Regions from separate parts of the Mus musculus genome. Here region 1 is linked to region 2. The links are chromatin contacts, called in public HiChIP or PLAC-seq maps. All regions are on one chromosome and are shown on one strand. The core of a region is the stretch at or near the end of the contact, and the rest is flanking DNA. Distances in the headings are between cores, read along the strand shown.

Region 1 (4,902 bases), core at 87-2,586, 240 kb after region 2:
CCATTTGCAGGAGATTCCATGTTTTGAGTGATTCCATCCTCAGAATAATTCCTGGGGAAGAGCATGAAGTTAAGACAATGGCCCTCATGTCAAGCCCAGCAGCACTGGAGCGGGGTATAGGGGCGAGCGGTGAGATGCTATCGGAAGGTTGTCTATCTCATAACTTCCTGCTTAAAATACCCTCAAACAGATACGCAGCAGATGCCCTTATCCAGCCAAATAGGAGCCTGTGAGCCACTGAATGGCCAACAGCAAGCCAACACTGGGTGGAGAACACGATGCCCCATGACCCTGCACAAAGAGAGGCCAAACAAGCCACCTAAACAGGACCTAAGAAAGCCAAGGCGCTTTGCAGGGCTGACAGGCTAAAGGCAAACAGAGATATCATCAGGACAAAGTTCAGAGCAGGGCCAAGGTGAAAAGTGAACTGTCTGACCCGGGTTCATAAGCATCAGCTGGACAAGGACATGCATTGATACTAGAGCCACCTGATGCTCTCCCAGTACAAACAATAATAACCAAAACACCTGGTACCGCCTTTGCGTGGATAAGCCAGTGTCTTTAATCTCTTCCTTCCTTCCTTTCTTTCTTTTCCCCTTGATGACTGAAGTACCCACTCTGTGGGGCCTTCTGCTAGAGCCACACTGGTAATAGTGACAAGACTTTGATGTCCCCCTCATTCAACAGAATGTTGTTTAGTTCAAAGTGAGGAACAGAGGCAATTCTTTGCTTTTAAATTATTAGCTCCCTAAGTCTTCTGTAATGATATAGTTTGACTGAAGTGCGCAGTTTATTAACTACATAAAGACGACATTATCAGAGCGGAGAAAGGCCGCTGCGAGTTTTGCCTTTCAGCCTAGCAGCAGGGGTTTCTGACACTTTGATCTGCATCAATGCTAAATGTCTTTGTGAGATAGAGGGAGCGGGCTGAAATTATCTTTGGCAGGGTGGTAGCATCAATTATTCAAGCCCTTTTCCTTATGAATTAAAGTGTTCTTCAACTTCTACCCCACTTGTGGGCCCGGGTGGGGTTTTTTCCCCCTTTTATTGTTGTTTTTCTAGTCAGGAAAGGCACTCGGAATAAATCTCCAGGCAATCGCTACTCATACTCCGGCTGACCTTTGAAAATCCACATCTCCTCCTTCCTAATTGCTCTCTCCACCCTCAGTTCCCGGCCTTGGTCTTCTCTGAGGTGACCCAAAGGACTGTTGAGAGAAAAGGGCACCATTGTCTCCACTGGGCTTCCTGCCAAAACGGTCAGCAGAGACCAATGAAGGAGCCTCTTGACAAGAAGTGTCCGTTTGAAACTCAGTGAAGCAGAGGCACCCACACGCCACTCGAAGCCCTTCTGGATGCCCTCGGCAACACGCTGGCTCCCGGTGAACAGCTCCATTCTCAGATTGCCAGTGTGATCCTGAACATGGTGCCTTCCGGGATGTGATCTTGAGGCTATTATGGACTAACATCCAAGAGTGAGCCATCAAAATAAACCAGGAAGGTATATTAGGGAAGGGAAGACTGGAGGGGAGGGGAGGGGGAGAGGGGAGGGGAGGGGAGGGGAGGGGAGTCAGAGTGCATTGGTGTTCAGTTATTCCCTCAATAGCTGCAGGGAAACGGTCCTAGAAACCCCTCCCCCCAAGATACCAAAATCTATTAGTGTTCAAGTCCCATATACACTTGCTATGATTCCAGTTTGCTCTTTTTGTTTTTGTTTTGTTTTGTTTTTATTTTGTGAGGACTTGTTCTGAGCCTTGTCCCCTAAATAATGTAGTGTGCAGTCTGCACAGAGCCTACACACATCTTTCAAACCCTTAAGTAAGCCGAACCCATCTCTATGGTCAGCTTATAAAAGCTAAAACTGCAAAAGCCACAATGAGCACATAGACAGATGCTGGAAGTGCTGCCCAGTGGTTGGCCCTGACTCCAGCCATTTTAGACATAACAGTTCATGTTGACCTTTAATGCGATGGGTCCTGTGTGAAGCTTACAGTTGTGGAATTTCTTAAGATTAACAAACCTCTTAACATAGAGAACCCAACAGGGTATGTGGTCAGCATGACCCTGCTCTGAGTCAAGTTATTTTTTCTACATCAATGACTAGCAGGCATATTACAGCAACAATATGAAATAGCTGTCAGGCATGGAACAAAATGGCTGTAGCTATGCTCAGGGGTGAGCCTTAACAACACAATATACCTTGGTCATATTTGTCGTGCTCAATTTGTGTTGCCTGACTCCTCCTGAGCATGCGTCCTGCTCTGGTGGGTGGTTGATATACTCACTCTCCCTCCATTGAAAAATACTCATTTTTTTCCTTCCACGGCAGAGATCACTTGGGAATAGCTTCTTGGCTAGGGGTAGGATTTCATTACCCACAGCCACACCCAACCTGTACTGGGATTTCATCTGGCTTGAGCTTGTTCGAGACTTGCGAATGTTGTCCCAGTTTCTGTGAGTTCATCTGCCCTGTTACATCTGGAAAACTGTTTTCATCCACACCTCTGTCTGGCCCATACATCTCAGTTACATCTAATTCCTAACCTAACATAAATGCTACATAAGAGCGTGTCCACCGTGCTGCCCAGGGAATAATGGCAAAGAGGGAAATTCTGTGCCTGTCCAACAGGTTCGGTTGTTTTCTGAATGCTTTCCAGTTTGGGACTAGTTGGATCTACATATGCAGAATCAGCAGAGAGCGCTGACTGCCCTGGGCTGAGCATGGTTTCTGGACACTTCGGTTTTGGATCACTAATCTTATCCCATTCCTGTCCTTGCACTTGTGGGAAACAGCCCTGGAAGGTACTAAAGCTTAGCGAGGGGCTGAAGAGAGGAGGCAGGAAGTGAGAAAGCTAGCAAGGTGGGTACTGTAGACTCCTCCATGACGGGGGGGGGGGGTCACTAGAGATGAGTCTCAGAAGGGTGTTGATCCTCAAACTCAGCCCTCTGTTGAGTAGGATCTAGCCTAGGCATGAGGCCTCTAGGTCTAGACATCAAAAATACCAAATGTGCATATGTGGCCAGAGTCGGCCCTCAGGCAGAAAGACAGGGCACAGAACATCCCTGTCACACTGAAGGGGAGTGATAACCATTATCTTCTAATGACCCCAACCTGTGAGCACAGTGATGCCCTTTACATATACCAAAGGGAAGCCATTCATTGAAATGTCATGTTAGGTGTATGTCTCAGGATTTCCACTGCTATAAAAAGACGCCATGACCAAGGCAACTCTCAGAAAGAACAATATTTAATTGGGGCTGGCTTACAGTTTCAGAGGTTTAGTCCATTATCATCATGGCTGGAAAGCATGGCAGCATCCAGGCAGATGAGAGTTCTACATCTTGATCTGAAAGCAGCCAGGAAGAGACTTGACTTCTGCAGGCAGCCAGGAGGAGACTAGATTCCACATACTGGCACAGCCCAAGCAAAGGAGCCCTCAAAGCCCACCTACACAGTGACACACTTCCTCCAACAAGGCCACACCCACTAATAGAGCCACTTCCTGTGGCCAAGCATTGAAACCCATGAGCCTATGGGGGGGGCAAGCCTATTCAAACCACCACAGTGTATATAACATATATAGAATAAAACAATGTATTGAGGGTATAGTGATACTGTCCATGATGCCCAATATCTACTGATGGTATTAGAATGTGTCCCCTGCTGATGAGTGGCGCTTGTTGCAGTTGGGCCAAGGCATTTGCCTATGGAAATTGTTGACACAGCAGTGTCATCCCGTAGAATAAAAGCGCATGTTTTCCAACTGCGCGTGAATCCCTGATACTCCCAAGCAGCCCCCATACTCACCATGTTCACTCTGACTCCTCCTTTCCTCCAAGACTCGCCTACATATCCTCTCTTCTCATACCATCAGCCATCCTTTCTTCACGTCTCCCCTCTGAGGAAACAGAAGCCACCAGAAGAGAGCTCTCCCAGGATTCTGCTCCAGTATCACATGGCTCTCTGCAGAGATGCCTGTGAGCTCTGCCCCCTCCCTTCTTCCTGAAGGCAATCTCTCCGTGCTCCGACAGAAGCCCGTCCCCCTTTCTGCAGAAGGTCTCATTCCCTTTCACACAGCAAGGGTCATGGTTACCCACCCTCTTTTTTCTCCTTCTCTAGCTTCATCTCACATTCAACTATTGGATCTTTCCCACCAAATTCAAGCAAGCTACTTTTTCCCCCCCACCTTGAAACCTCTCCTGCTCCACAGCCCTGTAGGCAATGATCTCATTTTGCTTCTCAAAACTTCCTGGTAGTTTTCTTGATGGCCCATCTTCTCTTTTCCTCTCAGTCTCTTAAATCAAAAAGTCCACTGACCATTGCATGTCCCTCAGTCCACTGCAACTGCCATTAACAAGGCCACCAGTGCCCTCTACGTCAGCAAAGCCACACCTTATTTAACCTATCAAAAGCATTGGACAGACCTAAGGTCATAGCTCAGTTTATAGAATCCCTACCCAGAATGCAGAAAACCTTAGATTCAATCCTGAGCATCTGCTGTGGTGGTGACTGCCTGTAATCCCAGCACACAAGAGCCCAGAGTGTTAGTAGGTTTTTATGAAAAGTGTTACAGTTTTCCTCTTATCCTGCTAACTCCCAAATAATTAAGACTGGAGTAGTATATTTATTTATCAAGCTTTAAGGGCACAACAACCGAGAAGTATGACTCTATTTTAATCCTTTAAACTAATCTGACCTTCTCCCAGCCAAAATTCCCATGGTATTTGCATTTTATGGCTTTCTCTGCTACAGGTATTTTTCTAATTGTATCTCTTGGACTCTCTTCCCCTGGATAATTACTACATATTCTCTCTCTCTCTCTCCTCTCTCTCTCTCTCTCTCCCTCTCTCTCCCTCTCTCTCTCTCTCCCTTCCTCTCCTCTCTCTCTCTCTCTCTCTCTCTCT
Region 2 (5,328 bases), core at 2,621-5,120:
AAGTTGTTTTCCTATTTTCAAATGTTTGAGTTGTTCTTAATTTAAAAATTATTATTAAAAACTCTATGGTTCGCCGGGGGTGGTGGTGGCACACACCTTTAATCCCAGCACTTGGGAGGCAGAGGCAGGTGGATTTCTGAGTTCGAGGCCAGCCTGGTCTACAAAGTGAGTTCCAGGACAGCCATGGCTACACAGAGAAACCCTCTCTTGAAAAACAAAACAAACAAAAAACAACCCAAAAAACAAAAACAAATAAATAAAAACAAAAAAACAAACCAAAACCAAAACTAAACCAGACCAAACCAAACCAAAAACCAAAAACCAAACAAACAAAAACAACAAAAAACTCTCTGTGGTTCATGTATTTACAACCAAACGTTAGTATGTAGTTTCAAAAATTTTCTTAACAGACACTCCTTAAACAGGATCTTTACGCCAACACTTAATATTATCACAAGTTTTAAATCAGGGTTTGGTTTTCCCAAATCTTCGCAACATTTATCATTTTTTTTTATCATTTACATTTTAAAAAATATTTGAGGGGTTGAAGAGATAGCCCTGAGGTTAAGAACACTGGCTGCTCTTGCAGAGGACCTGGGTTAGGTTCCCAGCACCCACATTGACAGCTCACAGGCATCTGTAACTCCAGTCCCAGGAGATCTAATGCCCTCTTTTAGCCTGTGAGGGCTCTGTACTCAAATGCACATTACCCCACCTACACCCCACACACATTAAAAAAAAAAGTCTTTAAATAGCAGTTGGGGGCAAGCTTCTTTACAATTTAACTCAAAATCTTTAAAGGAAAGAGAAAAGAAGGGCTGTCTGCTCATCAGAACAAGAGAGTAGGGACACTGGGTGTCACAATTCATTTCCATCTTGGGGACACAAACTGCCCCACTCCTGGTTGTATTTCCGAGGAAAGATAAAGAAGGGGGAAGTCTCACCATCTCTCTCCACCTAAGTAATGATGTTCCAACAACAGGGCAGTTTAAGAATCTCAGGGATGGCCACCTCTGCCAGACCTCAAACCAAACCCTTTGCTCCCTCCCTCCCTCTTTCCTCCCAGTCACTGATAAACTCTGTAAAGTGAGGCTCCAAGTTACACTGGACACTATAATCTTTCCAGAGCAGCAGTCATGAGAGGAAGAGAGCTAACGTGGGCCAGCCACATCCAAGGCTGCTAAGATGCTGGGTTAGAGGGTGGGGATCAGGACAGCACCAGGCAGATCTACTTTTATAGGAGTGGCTGGGAGCAACTCAGCACTCTGAAAGAAGTGATGCTGGAAACTACGTAGGGGTCAGGTGAGCAAAGCGCATGCGCGGAAGCGATTGTCCAGGACAAGGCCAAAGTGTTTCCTAAGCTACTGGAGAAGTTAACCAAACAGCCTCCTTCTTTCCCGACCCTGCCTCCCTTCCCTCTTTCCTTCTTCTCTTTCTGGGTTCGCTCTTTTTGAGACAGTTTTTCTGTTTAACCCTGGCTGTCCCGGAACTGTCTTTGTAGACCAGTCTGGCCACGAACTCACTAAGATCTGCCCACCTCTGTCTCCGAATTCTGGGATTCAAAGTGTAAACCACCACCAATTGGCTTTCTTTTGCTCTTTTTTGAGCTAGGGTCTAACATTGTAGACTGGAACTCATTATGTGACTCAGGCTGATCTTGAATTCCGTCTTCTGAATGTTGGGCATGCGCTACTTCCAGCCCTCCCCTCTCCTCCTCTTCCTCTTCCCTCCAATTCTCTTCCCTATTCCCTCCTCCCCCCTCCCTTCTACTTCTCTTCATCTTCTTCCCCTTCTCTCCCCTCCCCTCTCCCATTTCCCCTCCCCTCCTCTCCTGTTTTAGTTAGCATTAACTGTCAACACAGCCTAGAATCACCTGGGGGTGGGTGGTGGGGCGAGAGACTCTCAGTGGAGTAAGTGATACTGGGTTGGCCTATGGACACCGGAAGCTGAACCAGCAAGCCTTGTTCCTTCTTCTTGACCTCTCACAGCAACGAACTGTGACCGGCAAAGGTAAGCCAAACGAACCTCTCCTCCCCCAAGTGCTTATAGTCAGGGTCTTCTCACAGCAATGGAAAGGGGCCTGGGTACTCTACTCCTGGGATTGATCCTAGTCCCTCTGCATGCCAGGCAGGTGCTCTGCCACTGCTCCAGCCTCAACTCTCTTTTCAACTTTTTCTTTGTTTGTTTACTTGAGACAGGGTTTATCTGTATAGCCCTGGCTGTTCTGGAACTCCCTCTGTAGATCAGGCTAAGACCCTGTAGATCCAATTAAGAGAGCTGCCTGTTCCTGCCTCCTAAGTGCTGGGATAAAGGCATGCTGTTGCTGTGCCCACCCCCTTGTAAACGTTTTAAACATTCTTACATTGATTGATTGATTGATTGATTGATTGATTGATTGGTTTTTTGAGACAGGGTTTTTCGGTGTAACAGCCCTGGCTGTTCTGGAACTGGCTCTGTAGAGCAGACTGCCTTGAACTCACAGAGATCTACCTGCCTTTACCTCCTGAGTGCTGGGATGAAAGATGCAGGCCACCACTGCTGCCTCTGTCGCCACAACCACACCTGGCACATGGTTTGATTCTTCGAAATTACATTCTAGTAAATTTACTAGGTTGGGATTGAGCATACTCTGGGACCTCAACAAGCCCTGAAATTTAAAATTCTCCAGCCTCAGGCTCTCAAGTAATAAGACTACAGGCTGGACAAACAGGCCTGGAATGTGTTCTTTTCTTTTTTTCTAAAAAAGGTTTATTTAATTTATGTATGTGCCTACATGTGTCTGAAGACACACCAGACATCGGATCCCATTACAGATCTTTGTGAGCCACTATGTGGTTGCTGGGAATTGAACTCAGGACCTCTGGAAGAGCAGTCAGTGCTCTTAACTGCTGAGCCATCTCTCTACCCCCTTTGAAATGTTTTCTTGATTGCCATCCCATCATCTACCTTTGAGGCAGGAAATGATGGGATGGCATCATCTTTACTATCTTTACTATCTGTATACCCCAGAATAGGGGCTGAGGGCACTTTCCTTCACACAGAGATTCTCCTGTACTCCCCAAGCAACCAGATTAGGGGGGCAGGAGACCTGTGTACCTAGGGGGCCCCACTCACCTGTCAAAGTTAAGCTGGCTCCCCTGCAGCAGAAGGGGCCACAGGCCATGTGGGTGACCCTCTCTGTCTGTCTTCCTCTGTTGCTATCTCACTTTGCTGAGCTTCTAGGCCCAGATTGAGGGTAGCAGGAGGTGCTGCCTTTGGGATGGACCAGCTGACAGCCCAGCACACTCCAAGACTCCCTTTGTGCTGGGTGGGGTGGCCAGGCCTTCCCTGGAGATCTTAGCAGTCCAGGGCCAGAGAGCCACACAGCTCCTCATGAAACCTCAAAGCGTTCTTTGTTCTGCGGCTGAGGACCCAACCTTTGGCTGGTTGCTCGGAGGCTGCTGGGAGATTCCCTTAGTGAAAGAAAACGGGGTTTGGATGAAGATCACAAGGAAGTCAGTTCTTTGCTGCTCTCCACTGGAGAGAGGCTCTGGCCACTTCCATTCTGCTGCTGCTGCTGCTGTCTTTGGGAGTGTGGAAGCCAGCTTTTGGTGTAACTCCAGGGAGCCTTGAAATCTATGACACCTGGGCCTGCCCCCACAGGGACTCAGACTGGTAGGGCTGGTGAGACTTCCAATGTGTCATCTGATTTGCGGACCACTGGCTTATACCTGAACTTTACATAGTGACCTCTTCCTGTGATGACAGAGCATTGACGCCCCTCCCCCCACCCCCCAACCCCATCCCTTTTTCCTGGCAGGGAGCTCCACAAGAATCTTTGTTTAGTTAGTGTGAGGCTATACTATTGCTGGAGCTGACTGGAAGCCTCCATTTCCTCGTCTGGAATGCAGGGAGGGCCAGTATTCTTTCCAAATAGTGGTTGCTCTGTTCTGAGCTGCTTGCTGTCTTAAGCGCTTTGTCTGAATTAAGCCACTGGGTCTTCACAGCCCCTAGGAGACAGGTACTGTTACTACTCCTGCATACCAGGCAGGGAAGTAAGAACACAGGAGGCGGTGGGGATCCAGCCCAGGATCCGGGAATCGCCTGGCCTGGGAGACTGCCTGCCTGCCTGATGTTCTCCAAGGGCTGGATGGGCTGCATTGTGCACTGCAAGAGCATCTTCCTCTCACCAGCTGCTAGCATCGTTACTGTTAGCTCCCCACTCCACCCTTCTACCCAGCCTCCCTCCTCTTCCTTTCATTCACCAAACAACAGTGTTCACTACCAACAAGGGTGGCAGATAGGTGGCAGGTGGAGGGGGGAATCTGTAAGTTGAAGGTCAGATGTGACTCTTTCAGATATAGCCTCCCTCATAGAGTCAGGTCTTGGGGGGGGGGGGGCTCCTGCCTATGCTTGTTGAGGTCTCCTTCCCTCTCATTCCTGCCCTTCTGGGTAAAATTCCATATCCCTTGCTTTCTTCTTCCCATGAGGCCCATTGACATTTTGAAATGGGTTTCTCAGCATTTCACCTGACACAAAGCGTGCCCAAAGAGGAAGGACAACAGATGCGGTTGGAGATCAGGGTGGGAAACCTTGGCTTTGGGAACACTGGCTAGCCAGAAAGGCTCACAGCCTAATCCCCACTGCTTTGCACAGCTAAGCTGGTTAGTCAATGCAAGTATTTGCCAGTGGCGGTAGCTACAGGCCAGGAATCCAGGGACAATGTTAGAGGTGGTCACAGTTGTGGGACAAGATGTTGGGAGCAGAGGAAGAGGCATGCAGGCTGAGGGAGGAGTGTGGTGAAGGCTGGGATGTGGAGGAACTAAGATGTCCAGGAGCGAAGGATGTTTGCTGGAGCATGGGACCTGAGCAGAGAGTGGAGATGTAGGGATGAGAGGGTCTGACCTAGAATCTCACGTGACCTGAGGACACGGTGCCTTTGTCTCACAGAATGTCTCACAGAATGGGGTTTCACAAAGAACCTGGAGCCTCCTTGGTAAGTCTTGAAACTAAGATCCAAACCTCTGGCATTTAAATAGAGTAGAAAAGGGGCTGGGGAGATGGCGTGGTGGGTAAAGTGTTTGTGTGAAACTATGAGGACCTGAGTTCAAGCCCCAGAATGGACACAAAGAGAAGCAGGACACAGGGTTTGTAATCCCAGCACTGGGAGGTGAAGACAGGAGGACCCAGCGGCCAGGAAGCTTATCCTAAGCTCCAGGACAGAGAGAGACCCTGTCTTAAGAGGTCCATGACACTTAAAAGCCAACACTTGGAGGTTGTCCCCTGGACTCTATGTGCATGCATATATGTGTCTACACGTCTGCACACATACACAGTAGGAAGCATAAA

Evidence for each region. HiChIP or PLAC-seq counts read pairs in DNA pulled down with a chosen protein or histone mark.
Region 1: a contact with region 2 is called in an H3K27ac HiChIP or PLAC-seq map of stem cell-derived neural progenitor cells, with 5 times the contacts expected there. The contact joins two enhancer-like sites. A contact is called at or near these places in 1 of 115 datasets of contacts at active chromatin or transcription factors (stem cell-derived neural progenitor cells) and 1 of 9 other capture datasets (embryonic stem cells).

What each region holds. Positions count from the first base shown.
Region 1 is chr11:109,209,690-109,214,591 of GRCm38.p6, forward strand. Gm39440 (a long non-coding RNA gene) reads right to left here. Exons shown (of 2, transcript XR_880276.2): 2 at 3,726-3,896. Among named protein-coding and RNA genes, the nearest start is that of Gm39440, 7.4 kb to the right of the region's middle. Within about 2 kb of position 1,337, at least 17 of the 459 cell types and tissues checked have an H3K27ac peak or open chromatin away from gene starts, as enhancers often do. A contact at or near this core is called in stem cell-derived neural progenitor cells, where this site is marked.
Region 2 is chr11:108,970,206-108,975,533 of GRCm38.p6, forward strand. No RefSeq gene overlaps it. Among named protein-coding and RNA genes, the nearest start is that of Gm36876, 7.9 kb to the right of the region's middle. Within about 2 kb of position 3,871, at least 29 of the 459 cell types and tissues checked have an H3K27ac peak or open chromatin away from gene starts, as enhancers often do. A contact at or near this core is called in stem cell-derived neural progenitor cells, where this site is marked.